Regions from separate parts of the Mus musculus genome. Here region 2 is linked to region 1. Evidence: chromatin contacts called from public promoter capture Hi-C data. All regions are on one chromosome and are shown on one strand. Each heading gives the region's core, a stretch centred on a gene start, on an enhancer-like site or on the middle of the called end of the contact. The rest is flanking DNA. Distances are from core to core; before and after follow the strand shown.

The links. Promoter capture Hi-C pulls out the DNA fragments that hold promoters and counts their contacts.
Region 2: a promoter capture Hi-C map of liver shows a contact between it and region 1, with 5 times the contacts expected there. The contact joins the promoter of Rpl35 here to the enhancer-like site in region 1. A contact is called at or near these places in 4 of 39 promoter capture datasets (cranial neural crest, hippocampal neurons, liver and 1 more), 1 of 115 datasets of contacts at active chromatin or transcription factors (microglia) and 2 of 9 other capture datasets (adipose tissue and liver).

What each region holds. Positions count from the first base shown.
Region 1 is chr2:37,563,907-37,568,157 of GRCm38.p6, reverse strand. It overlaps Rabgap1 (RAB GTPase activating protein 1), which reads right to left. Exons shown (of 26, transcript NM_146121.2): 26 at 1,721-3,393. The coding sequence ends at 3,271. Among named protein-coding and RNA genes, the nearest start is that of Gpr21, 49 kb to the right of the region's middle. Within about 2 kb of position 2,382, at least 39 of the 459 cell types and tissues checked have an H3K27ac peak or open chromatin away from gene starts, as enhancers often do. A contact at or near this core is called in liver, where this site is marked.
Region 2 is chr2:39,003,180-39,007,085 of GRCm38.p6, reverse strand. Rpl35 (ribosomal protein L35) reads left to right here and starts at 1,955. Exons shown (of 4, transcript NM_025592.3): 1 at 1,955-2,002; 2 at 2,218-2,354; 3 at 2,898-2,979. The coding sequence starts at 2,000.

The DNA of each region.
Region 1 (4,251 bases), core at 1,133-3,632:
TCTGCAATGCTATGTTAAACCTGCCTCACCAACAGCATAATGAACTCTGCTTCCATATCTCACTAAAAACAAGGTTCATCTGTGACCTGTTCCATCCTTATACATCTGTCCTGGTACTTGCTTACTCTCCATATTTTCTGCATGTGTCTCTTCCCCCACCCCATGACCCCCCAGCCTCCAGTCATGTTACAAGTGAAGAACATTTAGTGCTCTGAGCCTTCTAGGGAATATTCAGCAATACCTGAAGATATTTTGGGTTGTATGCTTTTGGCATCCAGTAGGTAGAGACCAAGTAAGTTGCTGAATACTGCCACACAGGACACCAAAACTGCCAACAGTGTTGAAATTGAGAAGTTTTGCATTATAGATGACCCACTCACTAGCAAATGTATATCCCACACATCTGCAGCTCTTCTGTCCAAGGCTATCTAGGACCAAAACAGTGAAAGCTAAATTTATCTTCCTACTGCTTATGTAGAATTGAGTTTCGAGACTCCTTTTCCCATCTTTCTGTTCTATTACCTCCGTTCATACTCTTCTTTCTCTTTCCATTTCCCTCCATAAAGGATCAGCAGAGAACTACCCAAATACAAACTACCTTTAATCTCTGCAGCAGTTTGTTCCCCACATCTTCCAGGTCATTTGCATGGGCCTCCACCTGACTTAGACTACTTTTTCCAATCCTTCCTTAACATTTTCCTCTTGCTTCTACCCAAGAAATCCAGTCACTGCAGAGTTTATCACTACCTTCTTGTCTTGCTTATAAAACTGTACCTCCAGTGGTCCAGTGTATCCCATACACTTATAAGGTATATTCCCAATTATAAATTTTAGTATCTTGAGTTGTTTTAGGCTCACACACTAAGATTGACTGGCATATGGATCCCTTTCTTAGATGGTGGTGTATAGCTTCAAGATGGAGATTTCTCCCTAACATGGGAGCCTTGAACAGCTAGCCAGCCAGCAAATGTAGACCCAAGAAGCATGTCTTTCACCCTGTGAACTGTGCTTTGGAGCCATTTCCTGGCCTTTCCAAGAGTACTTACCACAGCTTAGGCCTAAGGATCAGCAACTATGTAGAAGTCAGGCAGGGACTACTTGACCAGGCCCAGATTCTGGCTTGTGGCAAGTGGAGGGTTACAAAGCAATAGTTGAGATTCAGAGAAGGGAGGTGTAGTAAAAAGTGTAAAGGACCTAGGGTGTTGAGATGTTGAGATGACCAGCTAGGGAGAGAAAGGAACCTCAGTGAAGATATACCCACCCTTGTTACTGCTTTTCCTGTGTCTGAGCAAACACTTGCTCTTTTCAGTTGCTTCCCTTCTTAAACTACCAGCTACTTGCTGTTCTTTCTCCGATCTTCAACTGGTGAGACCATTTTTTTTTTTTTTGTTTGTTTTTTTTTGTTTTATCGAGACAGGGTTTCTCTGTGTAGCCCTGAAAGTCCTGGAACTTACTTTGTAGACCAGGCTGGCCTCAAACTCAGAAATCCGCCTGCCTCTGCCTCCCAAGTGCTGGGATTAAAGGCGAGCATCATCACGCCCGGCCCAAGACTTAATTTTAAGCACTGTGACCCACAGCACTACACTTCTCAGTAAGGGCCATGGGCAGGCATCTCTTGCATAACACAACCTTTACTTAATATGTTCTTCCCATATGCACTTCTGGGGAATGGGTGGGAAAGGAATATGCAAACATAAAACTACTTTTGTATGAAGCAATGCTGTTTGTACCAAAATATTTAATGAATATGCTGTTAAAACAAACAAAAGAAATAGTAATACAGTTTTACTGATTTATATTTCAGTTCATGGAGTTGACACACAAACTACCCTAGCACACAATGTCCACACACCTAGTTTAAGATGGGCTTATACTGTTTGGGTTAACTGAACGAGACAGACACAGGAAGTGGTGTAGGGGATGGTCTGGGGAAGAGCAGGCCACTTATTATCTCCCCACTGTAGATGACCTCATCAAGCATTAGAAAAGCCAACAGGGAAAGAAAAAATAACTAGTGTCCTTATATACAAACCCAAGCTACCTGCACACAGAGCAGAGAGGATGAGCCACTTGTGACACCACTTGTCAGCATATAAATTAAGAGTCAAAAGGTTTTGTTTTTAATTAAAAAAAAGGTGCTAAAACTGCCATTTCATAGCTTTAAAGTGAGAATCCACAGCCCATCACCTGACCAGTGAGATGTACACCTGGCCCCCCTGGAGGCTTCAGAGGCCTGACAGAGATCCAGCCAGGAAAGTAGGACTTTACAGTGTGTAGGGACTTTCATGTATTCAGTCTTGCTCTCTTGAACGACCTGCTATGCACACATTAGAGGTCATGGAGCTCTTGCCAGCTCCTACATTGGCAGGAAGAACAAAGCCCAATAAACCTCAAGTGAAAGGAAGTGCCCCATGACCACAGACGGCAGTGGTAGATTAGCAGGTTGTCTGGGACTTAAACACTGTCAGTTCAGGGTACTGGGAAATGTATCTATATATATATCTATATATATATATATATTTATACACACACACATATATATACACACACATATATATGTACACTTTAAACAAAATAAGAGCTGTCCGTGTCATGATTGATTCAGTCTCACAGTCATGTGGCCCATTCCAGCCTTTAGAAGTAGTTTGGCAGCTAATGTTTTGTTTTGTTTAAAAAAAAAAAAAAGACACGACTATGAGAGTTGCATAGAATTGCTCAGCAATATGAATAATTCCAAATCAAAACCTATGCACTATATTAGTTTAAAAAAAAATTAGGTGACTTGAACTGTGACTATGAGACCCTTCTACTCAAAGTGCTTCTCATCTCCTAGGGGCTTTTGCTGGCACTGATAGATAAGAATTACTCAAATTTCTGAACCCCTGCTCCCCAACTCAAAGGATAGAGTGTGTGCATGTGTGTATATGTGTACACATACACACACACACACACAATTTTTTTAAAGGGTTTAGAAAAAGAAAACCCAATACATTGGGGTATTCCCCAAGTCTGGCTGTGTGAAGTGTTCCTTCCTATACAGAAAAGAGGCCTGAATGGCACTAGGAGGAAGGACTCTGGTGCATACCCAAAGCATCAGTTGGGTTGGCAGCCTGCTGCAGGAGCCCTAGCCCACTGACCTAACAATATACTATACAGCTCTGACCTAGGTTCATTCTGGTCCTGCAACATATCACAGAATCACACATCTGGCCAAAGAAGGCAACAAAAGGTGGTGTGTTTTCTGGAGGTGTCTGGAGGCAGCAGCTGTTCTCAACATGTCTCTTTCCCTTGAACACCAGTTGCTGTCTTTATGGAGCTCAGTGTTCGGTTAAACCAGGTCTTCTTGGCTGCCTGCACCTCACTGAGGGCAAGGCCCAAGTGGTGTTCCAAGTCCTGTAGAAATAACAGCGAAGTGTGAGAATTTTTGGAATCTTATCTGCTCTTCTGAGGCAGGCATACAATGCCTAAGGATTTGGGAACTCTCTAATCTGAAATTACAGCCTCTCAAATCACTGTCTTGGCATACCACCATTCAGTTAAAATTCCTGTAAGTCCACGTCACTTAGTATGGCACCTGTTTTCATCCCTTTACTGAGGCTCCTTAGCTGGTAGGCCTCTCGTCCCATTGGTTGTGGTCTGAGACCAACCAGAATGCTGATCTTGATTTTCTGCAGTTGCTCTCTGTCCATTCTCTGACCACAGCTTAGATTTTGCTATCTTGGTGATGATTTTTTTCTTTGTCTTCTTCTTATTGTCCTGGGCAGTCCTACAAACCCTCTTTCAGTACCTAGGTATGACCCTGACAAAAGAGGATGTGTCCACCAGTAATATACTTTGGCATGGGAAAGCTGTTCTGAAGTTTTAGACCTGAACTACATTCTTGCCACTTACGGTGCCTCAGTGATAAGGACGAGTGGAGGCTCATAATCATTGGGAAATATGCTCAAGGTCACAAAATGAGGTTAGTGATGGTGTCAGAAGAAAAAGGGTTGCATTCTGTTAAGTTACCATCCTCATGTATACCTAAATATTTTTAGTATTTAATATAACCTGACAAAAGATTAAGGCTATTTATTTCTCTCCTCCTCCCCATCTCCCTTTTGTGTTTTTCAACACAGGGTTCTTGGCTGTCCTGGAACTAGCTCTTTAGACTAAGCTTAGGCACAGAGATGTACTTTTTTCTATCTCCCAAGTGCCGGGATTAAAGGTGTGTACTACCACCACTGGTCTAAGACTCATATTTCTATAGGG
Region 2 (3,906 bases), core at 706-3,205, 1.4 Mb before region 1:
ATATTGTGAATCCTGGGTTTAATCCTAGCACTACAAAAAATGTCCAGAAATATGATGTATATTTGTAACTCTAGTAGAATCCTGGTCATCTTTAGACTTCCATTTAAAACTAATCCACACTCGGTTCATTTCTCCTTATCCCATTTACAAAAGGCTTATTCATTCTATCCAACCAGTATCCCCATCCTGGGCCTGAAAAGCATTAAACCCTCAGAGACCTTCAAGACTGGCTCTGGAAACAGGCACACAAACACATGGCTTAACTCAGCTTGGTACTTAAGAGCACTTAGGATACAAGGGTACGCTGCTACACTTGGGATGGGAGGTGACTAAAAAATGTTCATTACAGTACCTTTTTTGTTTTTTTGGTTTTTGGTTTTTTGTTTTGTTTTGTTTTGTTTTGTTTTCTCGAGACAGGGTTTCTCTGTATAGCCCTGGCTGTCCTGGAACTCTGTAGACCAGGCTGGCCTCGAACTCCGCCTGCCTCTGCCTCGCGAGTGCTAGGATTAAAGGCGTGCGCCACCACGCCCAGCTTTCATTACAGTACCTTGAGTACCTCTTCTATCAGCATCAAGTCATGAACAATTGAGAAACTGCTGGAAAAATGGGCAGCTGCTGAATGGAGCTTGGCAAAGAAAGGGCTCCAATTGGTCAGTTTGGTCAACTCATCACACAAACCCAACATCGTCTGCTTTGTTCTGATCTAGATGCTAGCGGTCTGTCTGGGACTGTAGGCAAAGGGTCATGTGCACTTTAACCATGTTATAATTTCCCCAATCTTTACATATCAGGTCTTGGCTGGGAGCTTTGCAGGTTTTCAGTTTAGTTCCTCTAATCCTCAAAGATACACTAACCGGAGACGCGAAGGGACTTGCCAAGATATAAACTGGTACTAGCAATAAAGCAAGACTCTGTTTCGGAGCTTTTATTTATTCTTGTATCAGTGCCGGGAATGCACACAGCTTTGTGCATGCCAGGGAAACACTACCACGGAACTAAGCTACCAGCACGATTTGGAATCTCTCTGGAGACGGTTTCATTAATATATCTTGGTGTAATAAAGAAGGCTTGAACTCCGGATCCTCCTTTTCCACTGCCTGGGCGCTGTGACACCGTGCCCAGACCTAAAGCAATAATCAGAAATCCCACAAAAGTCTGGGGATGAGATTTGTACTACTACATACCATCTCCGCAAATTCTTGCTGGATGACTTTATTGTTACCCTTGCCAGGTGGTGGCGCACTTTGGATACCAAACTTGGGTACAAAACAAGTCCAGGAGATAGGTAGGTAGGTAGGTAGATAGATAGATAGATAGATAGATAGATAGATAGATAGATAGATAGATAGATAGATAGATAGATAGATATGGAGGCCTTGTATTTAAAAAAGAAAAGAAGAAAAAAAGGATAGCGAGATGGTTAGGTCGAACCTGACCACTTGCGTTCGACGTTCGAGCGCCGAACAGTGGAAGAAGAGAACTCCCACAGGTTGTTCTCCAACCTCCATGCTCGCTGGCTCTCTCACATACACTTGCGAGGCATTGTGGCACTTGTACTGTCAGCATTAGGAAGCGATTTAGAATAAGACCTTGTCTCAAACTTTTAAAGAAAACCCTCACACCTCATGCCCTCCGCACCCTGACACCACCCGCGGCTAGCTCAGCCCCGCACAGACCAGAGAACTTCAAGCTTCCGAATAAAACCGAGGGAACAGAAGAACTGCAGCCTTCTCTGCGCTGCCTCCAGCCAGCCCGGTGTTGCTCATCGCGAGACTCAGTTTCCCCAGCTGGGTCGCTTAGAGACCAGCCAACCTTAGGAAGGCAGGACTTCCGGGAAGCGGAGGGCACCACGGCCGCGGCTGCGCAGGGGCGGAGCGGGCCTCCCAAACCGCGACGCTATTGGCCGTGCCCGGCGCCACCCGGCAGTAGTTGAGGAAGTCGGCCCCGCCCTTTCCTCTTTCTCTCGAACCAGGCTGCTTCAGCCGTGAACAACGCCGAAATGGTGAGGCTGCGGGAATCGGGTGCCATCGGTCGCCGGGGACACGTGGGGACAGTGGCGCGGGGCGCGGGGCGGACGGGGGGAACTCAGAGAGCAGCGGGGGCCGGCTCAGGCTGCCCGCCCTCGCTTACGCCGCGGCCTCTGGCGCACCGTCCCTCCTGGGTCGGCCGGGGACGAAGCGGGAGCTCCGTGACCCATAGAGTCGCTCCTCATTGCAGGCCAAGATTAAGGCTCGGGACCTGCGCGGCAAGAAGAAGGAGGAGCTGTTGAAACAACTGGACGATCTGAAGGTGGAATTGTCCCAGCTTCGGGTCGCCAAAGTGACAGGCGGCGCCGCGTCCAAGCTCTCCAAGATGTAAGTGGGCCTTGAGGTCCCAGCTGGGTGCTTCCCCTTCCCTGCCTTGGCCCCTTGAGCCATTTCCCCTCGACTGTCCTTGGCCAACTACTGTGGTGAGAGAATAGGGCATTCCTTGAAGGGCCATGGTGGTGCCGCCTCACATGGGTTGTAGTACGGCTGGAAGCAAGTGGTGACGACAAGGGAGGGAAACTTGAAAAGAGACGCTGAGCCCATGTGTTCCAGTCACGAGTTGATCTCTTATCACCATGACTAAAATCAGCTGTTCGTGGCCTCTGCCTGGCTTCAATGTCCTCTCTTCACACCTGTTCTCTTTTCTCCAATTTGTGATTCCTTACACTGAACTAGGTAACTTGAAGGCATGGTCTCAGTCTCTGGCCTTTGGGATAAGTTCTTGGGCCAAATCTGCATTAAGTGTCCACGTCTATCTGTTGACAAACCTGTCCTTATCTCTAGATTTCCCTCCTGGGTGGCAGAAATGAGGGCCTTGTGTTGGAGGGGTTAATGTGCCTACCTGATCTTCACTGCCATCTATTTTTATAGACGAGTCGTTCGCAAGTCTATCGCCCGAGTCCTCACTGTTATTAACCAGACTCAAAAAGAAAACCTCAGGAAATTCTACAAGGTGAGCACTGGCCAGGAACTGTTGTGGAAAGGGTATAGGGTACAAGGGACTGGAGGACTGGGCCTCAGTAAGCTCCCATTATGTGGCTGAGTTTGCCCAGTTACCAGCTTCCCGAACTGACAGGAGTTCTTGGTGTCAAAGGGTCAGATGTGGCTGGTCAGGGTGGCGCAAGCCTTTAATCTCAGCACTCAGAAAACCAAACCCAAAAAAAAAGTCGGATGTGAGGGTGGACTGGACACTAGCTTTGAACTCAGCTGTGTGGTAGTTGTTGGGTTAGATTGCTTTGTTAGAAGATGGAACTGGAACCCTAGCCTGAGGCAAAGCTAGCTGTTCAGGGTGTCTGTCTCACAGCCAAGCACCTGCTGTTGCAAGGCTTGGAAAGGTTGCGTTGCCCAAGGACACCCACAGTTGCTAAACAGCGACCCCCAAAAGCTTCTCTTTGGAGCCATATCATGAGGACATTAAGGGTATTGCTGGGATAGTTACAAGATGTTTGTTATGTTAGTGTTGTCAGGCAGTGGTGGCACACGCCTTTAATCCCAGCACTTGGAAGGCAGAGGCAGGAGGATTTCTGAGTTCGAGGACAGCCAGGGCTACACAGAGAAACCCTGACCGGGGGTTGGGGGGAAACGTTCATGCTTTCAAACTCACATGCTGTGCTAGGAATTTACTTCCTTTGACCATGGCTGGTCTCCGGAAGAATTGGGGTAGGGGGAAGCTGTGTCATTTTATAGTTGAGGCCATCAGGTGGAGTCTTTTACTCAGTGTTGGGTCTGGCTCATCACAAAGTATGACTTCACTGCCCACAAGGGACTTTTTTTTTTTTTTTTTTTAACTTAGGCGGGTCTGAAGTTCGGTTTCTGAGATGCTGGGGCCCAGACACCCATCACTCAGCCTGCTGAGTGGTGTAGGACGCTTACCTCACCC